Linked DNA regions of Triticum aestivum: region 1 is linked to region 2. Evidence: chromatin contacts called from public Hi-C data. All regions are on one chromosome and are shown on one strand. The core of a region is the stretch at or near the end of the contact, and the rest is flanking DNA. Distances in the headings are between cores, read along the strand shown.

Region 1 (4,664 bases), core at 2,154-4,653, 640 kb before region 2:
ACCTCCTGTTCTTCATCGGGAGGCCAGATCTGGAGTCCGTTTTGGGCTCCGGAGAGGGGGATCTTTGATCTTTGTCATCACAACCCTCCTTCATCGCCAAGTCCATAATGCTCCCCACCAAGAGTGAGTAATTCCTTCATAGGCTCGCTATTCGGTGAGGAGTTGGATGAGATTCATCATGTAATCGAGTTAGTTTTGTTAGGACTTGATCCCTAGTATCCACTATGTTCTGAGATTGATGTTGTTATGACTTTGCCATGCTTAATGCTTGTCACTTTGGGCCCGGGTGCCATGATTTCAGATCTGAACCGTTTATGTTTTCACCATTATATCTATGTTCTAGATCCGACCTTCCAAGTCATATTCACCTATTACGTGTTATGATCCGTAAACCCCGGAGTGACAATAGTTGGGATACTTCCCGGTGATGACCGTAGTTTGAGGAGTTCATGTAATCACTGTGTGTTAGTGCTTTGTTCTGGTTCTCTATTAAAAGGAGGCCTTAATATCCCCTAGTTTCCATATGGACCCCGCTACCACGGGAGGGTACGACAAAAGATGTCATGCAAGTTCTTTCCATAAGCACATATGACTATTTACGGAATACATGCCTACATTATATTTATGACCTGGAGCTAGTTTTGTATCGCCCTAGGTTATGAGTGTTATATGATGAATATCATCTAATGAATCCACCGATCCAATGCCTACGAATTTCCTATATATTGATCTTGATAAGTTACTACTTTTTTTTGCGAAGCTGCTGTTACTATTTCACTTGCTACAAAATCACTACTACCGTTGTTACCGTTACTATTGTTGTTACTACTACTATCAAAACTATCATATTACTGTGCTACTGATCACTTTGCTGCAGATAATTAATCTCTAAGTGTGGTTGAATTGACAACTCAGCTGCTAATAGTCGCAAATATTCTTTGGCTCCCATTGTGTTGGATCTATAAATTTGGGTTGAATACTCTACCCTCAAAAATTGTTGCGACCCCCTATACTTGTGGGTTATCAATAACTAATTAGTATACTTCCACGAAAGTGCTACATAACCTTGTTTGGCTTGCAGCACCAGTAGTGTCGTTGTCTGCAGCAGTAGTATCGCCTAATAAGCATTCGGTGTAGTCTCTATGGGATAATGGTATTATCGCTCTCTAGAGCCACTTAGTACAAAAACCAGCATAATGGTTGGATTTGGAGGGGAGCTATGTAAAGGCGGTTTTCTTCCTCCTTTTGACCTACCTCTTGCCCCTCTCTCCTCCATTGCCGCCCAAATCTTGAACTTGTTCGGTCTCTCTCCCTAACCACTTAAACTTGTTGATCTTTTAAGATTTGGGAGAGAAGACCTAGATCTACCATCCCACCGAAAGAAAATTGACCCCCTACTATCCCTTGTGGATCTTGTTACTCCTAAGTGTTTGGGCACCCTAGCTAGATGGAAGAGATCACCTCGAAGCTCAAATCAACTATGGTGAGGCTTCATGGTGGTGTTGGGAGCTTCCAATTAAGTTGTGTCGATCACCCAACCTTGTTTACGAAGGTCTTGTTGCCTCCTCCAAGGGCATCGCGTAATGGATCGTGGCACCTTGCATTGTGTGAGGGTGTGAGGAGAATATATAAGGTGAGCCATTGTGGCGCTTGGTGAACATCGTGCCGACACACCTCTCCAACGGAGACGCGCCTCCCCCAAAGGAGGGAACTCCGGGAATTGCATCATTTCTCTCCACTTACGGTTTATTCTTTTCTTCACTTACTTGTTGCAAGATAGCTTTATTGTGTATCCTTCCTAGCTTGTTGTTTTATGTGAGCTTGACATATAATTTTTCCATGTAGTTGTATATCTAGACAATCTATATTCTTGTTGTATCCCTTTAATTTGGAAAAGAGGTTAACATTTTTAGTTGCATATTCACCCTCTCTAGTCAAACATAAAGATCATTTAAGACAAAAAATGATGTTATTGTCTTTGTGATGTGGGGAAACGGAGGTACTGCGGTGACAGATGCTATCTCCCTCCTTGCGAAACTTTGACAGGGGAATAACGGAGTTTGCATTTATTCATCATTGCCATCACCAGCATTGGGGAAGAGCGGTGGTGGGCGTGCGTGATGCGAAGCTGCGCATGTATTCATGTGTCCGTACTTGGCTCCACCCACTTATTAAAGCATATGAAGTGGATTAGTTGTTAGAACCCAGAATTATGCATTAGCATAATTAAGTAATAAACATGCCAGGGGATCCAGACTTCGTGAGAACGCCTTAGCTCTATTTATAGATTTCATCACTTTCACTTTGTTGTTCTTTATTATTATTTCCACATAGTTAAATTGGAACCACAACAAATAATTACACTTTCGCATCGCTTTTGCTTTGCACCTCAATTAACTTGCAGGCACATTCTAATTTTCATGTGCTATCTATGAGATCAATACTCTTACTTTGAAAATGCTACAACTAAATCCTATCAATTTATGCATTTACAAGACATCCGTAAGTACATATTATATTAATGTTTTTTTTATTTCAAGATACTATCGAGATATGCATACTATATTAATGATTTTTTGGGTCAACAACACCTCATCAGTAGTCGGATGCGCACAATCACAGTCATCCACTCGTGCTCCTGAAATCCCATGACCTCCTCATCGTAACCCTATCCTCGCAACACTGGTGAGCCCCTCGCAGCACTTGAGGTTATTGCCCATAGCATGACGACGCCCTTGCCGCACCGTCTCCAAGCACGAGAGTGCCTCGCCTGACTTCGCCCCGGTAGCGCCACTCATAGTACCGAGCACTACCATGCAACACTAGCAGCCTGACTTGCAACAACGCATAACGAGCGGCGACCAACCTATAACCCCAGCACCGTTCGCAGCTGCGGTGACAGGACTTCCAATAACGGTCGTAACCCCTGACAACAGCGGCATGGTGAGCTTTGCCGACAGAGGATGACTGAGGTGGTGCTAGGAGGTGTGGGAGGCTCTCAGGAAGCTAGATCCCGTCGGAGTAGCAGGTAGGCAGGTGCCAGAGAGAGAGAGAGAGAGAGAGAAAGCATAATAAAGAGTGTGGCTGGGAGGAAGAAGGCGATACATTTCCACTCAAGGAAGAAGATAAGGGTTCGGGAAGCGTCGGGTGGGTCCCGCAGGTCACGTGGTTGTCGGGGGACACGGCTGAAGCAACGTCTAGGATCAGTCGACCGAAATGGAGGCCTTTCCAAAAAAATAAAAAATAAAAAATTGACAATTGCTGCCCCTGCACGCTCGCAAATCGGTGCCGCCGCCGTCACTTTCCCGTCTCCTTCCTCCATCCCTTCCTTCCTGGTCAAATCCATCGATTCCAGAAGCCTCCTCCTTCCCCGCGAAGCAAACCAGCAAGCGAACAGCCCAGATCCAAACCCCCACCCCCACCCCCACGAATCCCCTCTCGGAAACCCTAACCTCACTCCATGCCCTCCCGGAACCCTCGCCGCGGCTGACGACGACGAGGACGACGATGAGGTCGCTCCGCCGGGTCCTCCTCCCGCTCGTCCTCCTCTCGGGCCTCGCCTTCCGCGGGGCCCGCTTCGAGGACGAGGCCACCGCCGCCCCCGCCCCTCTCCTCCTCCCGCTCCCCCTGCCGCCGCAGCAGCCGGCGCCGCCCCTCGCGCTCCCCGCCGGCGGGGGGCGAGGGGACGATGCGAGCTCCACGGAGATCGTCCCCGCGGAGCAGCCGTTCCTGGTCAGGCCGCCGCGCCGCCGGCCGGTGCCGTCGAACGCTGTAAAAAACCCGGATGTAGGGCCCGGCATCAGGTGAGCTAGCTCGTGTCCCCGTCCCACACCCCCTAAGCGCCACTCGCGTTGCGTTGCTCAGCGAGGCCTGCCCTCTTTGTCGCCCCCTGGCCTCTGAAGCCGTGCTCATGGAGAAATGGGTCATGGTAGGTATTAGTGCGAAGCTTTTATCATGTTTTCAGCTGTTCGCGTGATCTTATTTCGCGCTGCATTTGAGTAGAGAAGAGGAAAAGCTGGCTGTCTAGCTGCCTAGGTTAAGTATGAGTGTGCCAGCGAGAGTTACCCTGTGTTCAGATGAATCTTGGAAGTACTTGTTCATGGTTGGCGCCTCACTGGATTTTAGGGTGCTCTGGTGTGGAGGGAGCTTTTGCTCTTCTATTCCCAAAGTGGGAGGTTTAGGTAATAATATCATGTTGAGTTTGTTTACCAGATCAGCTACTCTTTTTGTTTGGGATCTATGGTGTATTTTCTCTTTTGATCTATCAGTTAGGCCGTCAAGTAGCCGGCAGTTTTTTGTGGCAATTTGCTGATCTTTCATGTGATTAATTTTATAGCAACATGCAAATCTGTCCTCTGATTCAATTTTATAGCAACTTACAGACCTGTCCTGTGATTGACTGGAGTTCTTTGCTTGTTTTGCGAACAGCTCTGAACTGCGATTTTATGACAATGGCACAATTCAGCTTGTCGACCGTCTATCAGAATCTCCTCTGTGGCAGTTCTCCACAGGACCACCTCTGTCCAAGCACATTACTACCACAAACTCTGATTTGAGCTATCTCATATATCCTTTGGACGAGTCTGATCTCGTGGAAGTTCATAATGGCACCGGTGTGGTATGCTTTGCACAAATATGCTAGTTCTTCAGTTATACTTTTTGAA
Region 2 (4,581 bases), core at 776-3,275:
ACACATATATTCCTTCAAAAATGAATAAATTTGAAGGCACATATTTTTGCACACATTAATCTTACAAACCAAAAGAAACACGAGAAAAAAAGATAGCAGGAAACTGAATTTATTTCCAGACCATTTTCTCCCTTAATTTGATTTTTTTTCCCAGAAAGGTAGGATAACCTTTGGCCTCTACATCAATTGATGCACCCAACTATTTACTGACATGTTTTATTTCTTAATTTGTATTGTCTTGATAAAATTAGATACATAGAAACAAGATGCAGAGAGGTCGATGGTACACACCGAATGCTTCAGGGAAGATGACATGTTACTTGTCAATCTGCTGAGTGCTTCTAAAGGATGCCTCCCACTTTTCATTATACTCAGTGCCATGTTCACCTCATTGTCTGGTCTCAATGAACAGGAAGAATAGAAGAAGCAAGTGCAAAAAACTTAGGGAACAAATGTAACTTATGACATAATGGTATATATCAGGCAAATTTCAGTCCAATAAATGCATCAATGTTTTTGCTTAATTTATAGGCTATTCCTACACTTGTTCCTTTTTCAATTTTTCTATGTTGGACCCGACAAGGTACTTACGGATGTTGTAATTCAGTAGAGCTGCAGCTGCAATACAGGCACGGTCCGACAACGGGCTGAAAACCGACAGAAGTGTTTTTATGCGTGATCTCTCAAATGATGTAGCTTCCCCAGAAGAAAAGAGAGACGAAACAAAAAAAAATGTATATCAGAAATTTTTCATAAATAGGCAGGTTCACTGGCACACCATCAGAATTTCTTGCATACCTGGATTAACTAGTACCAGTACCAAATCAGTGCCAGGATTGCGAGCGGCGACTGCAAGGGCTATGCATCCTCCAAATGAATTCCCCAATATGTAGATGGGCTTAGTAGGAGAAGCAGAATGCTCTGCTCTCACAACATCCTCTACCATTGTGACAAGTTCTGGAAAATAAAAGGAGCTAAAACCATACAGTTAATCTTTAGAACTTGATAACTGGACGTGCGGCGTTGGCTCTGCTTAACGCGTTTTGGGGATCTTTTGTTTTTGCCACAGGTCAACCTGAAGGCATGTCTCTAAAAAATGACTTTGTGTGTTGTGTGCATCTTCATGATACAGACGCCGAGAGAAATGAAATGTTCCATTTGCAACAAAAAGGATGTCTTTCACTCTTAATCTTAAAATAAGCTCAGAATTTCACTTGGGAGGGAAAATGCTCGGGAGAGAAAGTAACAAATTAAATACACAGATATCCCATACCTTCGAACGGCGTGCGGTCGCGACGAGGAATATGCATGCATCTAAGTTCAAATATCCTGCAAATGAAGGAACAAATGCATAGTGTATTCTCCTTTTAGAAAGAAAAAAACTGCATAATGTATTCGAGGTAGTATCACAATCACACTACTCCGGGTTTGCCATAAATTTTTCCAAGTAAACTAGTCTTGGTATCTCACGTTCCAAGAGCCTTGTGGTGCATGCAGAGCCCCATCCCCATTCCATCTATCCCTGCAAAGATTAATATGTATGTAACCCCAAATCATAACCCCTAACCGGAAATTCAGGTATAAAGACGTGCATGGCTGTCGAAGGCACAACATCAATTTCCAGACACGAACACACATTCACCTGGCAAATACAGCATGACCGGGGCATCCTCGACCGCCGGTTCGCCGGCGTCGACGGGGCAAAGCCAGCGGGGCGGCCCGCCGTCGTGCTCCACCAGCTCCCCGATCGCCCGGTAGTAGTGGCCCAGGTCCTTGACCGTCCCGTACCCATCATCGTACAGCGGCTCAAGACCCCTGTAGCTGGCCTGCACCCTCCCGGCGGCGTGTGCGTGTCTGGACGAGCCATGCAGCCGTCGCTGCCGCAGCCCTTGTTGCCAGAGGGGGAGCACCTGCGGGTGTGCCAGGGAGAGGGAGAGAGTCGCCATTGCCGCTAAGCTTTCTTTTGAGCATCCCGGCCATGGTTTCAAGAGGGACCTACGTACTTAAGCATGAGCCATGCGCGCCGCTCATGCATCCGATGCGCGACAGACATAACTGCATCTCAATGAGGCCCAGAGAGTGTGAGTGCGGCCATGGCGTCGTCACGCCAAACATTGGTCATGGTTTCCCCCTCTTCTCTGCGCTGAAACGGCTCCTGTCGGCGGTGGCCGGTGGTGTCTGAAGCGTGGTGGACTTCGCCGCCCGGCGGCCACGTCCTACGCAAAACGATGCGCTGGGCCCGAAATGGTTGGGCCCAGTGGGCTGAGATTACGAACGGGCTGGGCCGGGGCGCGCGGCTGGGTGGGCCGTGAAGAGGCCTGCGCGAGTAAACAGGAGCTTTGCCGGGAGCTTGTGGGGTGTGGAGGGCAGATCGGCGAGGAAGGAGGAGGATGATGGGGGGACGAGGTGGGGGAGTAGGGAGCGGGGGAGGAGGGGGGCGGCGGCAGGAGCGGCAGGCGCTGATGGCGGCGTTCGCGGTGGCGCTGCTGATGGGCACCGCCGTCTACTTCCGCATCTGGGCGCGCCAGTCCGACGACCCCTCCTTCACCGCCGACGACCGCGAGGAGCTCCGGTTCGCACCCCGCCCCCGCGCGTCCTTCCCCTCTTCCCCACCTTCCTTCCTCCTGCTGACGGATCCTCATGCCTGTTCGACGGGTGGATCATGGCTAGGAGGAAAACTCTCGGATTCAGTCTGTAGAATGGATTCCAAGGAGCAAATCTTGGTGACAGGCAGTTCGTTTTCTGCCATTCCATATCACAATTTGGGTGTAAGAAACCATAGATCCAGACTTATATGGCATTAGATGCTTTTCTTTCTAGTTCCTTTTTTACTACCTGATGCCAGTCCAGATGGTCTGAGAATTAGCTGCCTGATCAAGGGGGGGTTCAAGGGGAGTTCGGTGAAATTGGGGCATTATTTCCTTGTTTGTTTATTTCCACTGGACATATGTGTTTGCCATTGTCAGTATCTAGTACATGCTTTTCAGCAAGAATTTGACTGGCATATGTTAGTTAAGCTATATTTGCCTGGTCCATACAGAACATTGTTGATTTTGATTTTTCCATAGCCATTGTTTGTCTCCGGTCAAATTTTAATCTAGGTCCGTACAATTTCATATATGCGTGTGTTCGTGTTCGTGTTATCTTGATGTTTTGTCAGAGGCATGGCTAAGCGGTTTATTGGTATTCTTTTGCTGGGTCATCTTTGCAGGAGGCAGTTCGAGCATGCTAACCTAGAGGCAATGGATGAATCCGCTGAGTGGAGAATGAAATACGACACGGAGTTGGCGAAAAACAGGGACCTGCAAGATGAACTTTTAAAGGTTGGTTCCATTGCCAGCATATGTACCTGTACACTCTAAATATTCTCCCATGATTCACGTCTGCGATGCTTATGGGACAATCTTTGTTTGTAGGTCAAGACCTCACTGTCTGATTCAACCAGGAGATTTGAAGAGTTGCAAAAGGTAATTTTGGGGCAAATTTCAGTGCATTTTCTCACTCTATCAGAACCTTGGTTCTGCGTATCCTGTTTCATTTGACCGTCTGCTTCCTCTCCATTTATTTTCACTCTCTCCTATGTACATGCCTTGCTTAAGCTCATCTCCATCGCTGCAGGATAATGAGATGTTGAAGAGGCAGACTGAATCCATGAAACTGGAGTGCAATTGCACCGTTCCATTGAATATTAATCAGGAATAAGTACATTTCACTGGCAGATTAGCACTAGTTTCGTTTTCATTTTTCTTATTATTGGAGTGAGGACAGATGGAATGAGCAGCTTTGTAATAGTACATATCGCGACTGCAGCAAAGAAACTTGTGTTTGCAATTGTTAATGACCTATACACCCTGGTACAATTTTGGAAGTAATAACTTGTGAGTAGCAATGCATAGGTGTGTTTTTGGCTCCATTTAAATATTATGTACAGTATTAAGTTTTGTGCTGGATTTGGGAAAATTGCTTGGCACCTGTACACACGCAATGTAGTGATGGTTACCTCCAATTCCGTTGGTGTATGTTTTCAAAAGTAAAAAATCTTGGCTGTTGACATTCCTTTTCTTCTTGAACCTGCCAATCCACCTTATTACAAAGGGGGGGCCTAAAAGGCGGCATATTAAGATTTGTAGACCACTATATGTTTTCATTCTCTTCTGAGGGAATCAAACAGAGGAACCACTTGGCATGAGTGGTAAGCTGTATCGTGATGAGGCCCTATTAGTTGAGGGGTGTGTGGGGTATCATGTGTGTGCCGCTCGGCAGTTTGTGACGGTTTTAGCCCGGTTTTCCCGTTGATTAACTGGCCAACTCTCTTCTGCTTAATTAATGATGAGGCAAATCTTTTTGCCTCCATTTCAATTTTTTTATCAAAAAAAAAGAAAAACAGAGGCCTGTCTTGCTCTTCTTGTCTCTGACCAGTTATCCCTTACTGTGAAATTCTGTTCAAGTCTTCTGGTTACATAAACATTTTCAGGTTATAATACAGTGCAAATATACGGTTGTCATAAACCTATTCAGGTTATAATACAGTTCAAATATACAGTTGTCACAAACCTATTCAGTTCTGTTTATGCAACACTT

The links. A called contact is a pair of places that touch in the nucleus more often than the background predicts.
Region 1: a contact with region 2 is called in a Hi-C map of leaf, with 6 times the contacts expected there. The contact joins the promoter of LOC123139420 here to the promoter of LOC123139408 in region 2. A contact is called at or near these places in 2 of 5 Hi-C or Micro-C datasets (both in leaf).

What each region holds. Positions count from the first base shown.
Region 1 is chr6B:695,288,693-695,293,356 of IWGSC CS RefSeq v2.1, reverse strand. It overlaps LOC123139420 (serine/threonine-protein kinase/endoribonuclease IRE1), which reads left to right and starts at 3,403. Exons shown (of 7, transcript XM_044559229.1): 1 at 3,403-3,803; 2 at 4,429-4,618. The coding sequence starts at 3,508.
Region 2 is chr6B:694,649,456-694,654,036 of IWGSC CS RefSeq v2.1, reverse strand. LOC123139408 (acyltransferase-like protein At1g54570, chloroplastic) reads right to left here and starts at 2,025. Exons shown (of 13, transcript XM_044559212.1): 1 at 1,643-2,025; 2 at 1,471-1,522; 3 at 1,274-1,329; 4 at 799-957; 5 at 592-696; 6 at 292-395. The coding sequence starts at 1,946. LOC123139410 reads left to right here and starts at 2,356. Exons shown (of 4, transcript XM_044559217.1): 1 at 2,356-2,572; 2 at 3,212-3,323; 3 at 3,417-3,467; 4 at 3,619-3,889. The coding sequence starts at 2,391. The coding sequence ends at 3,702.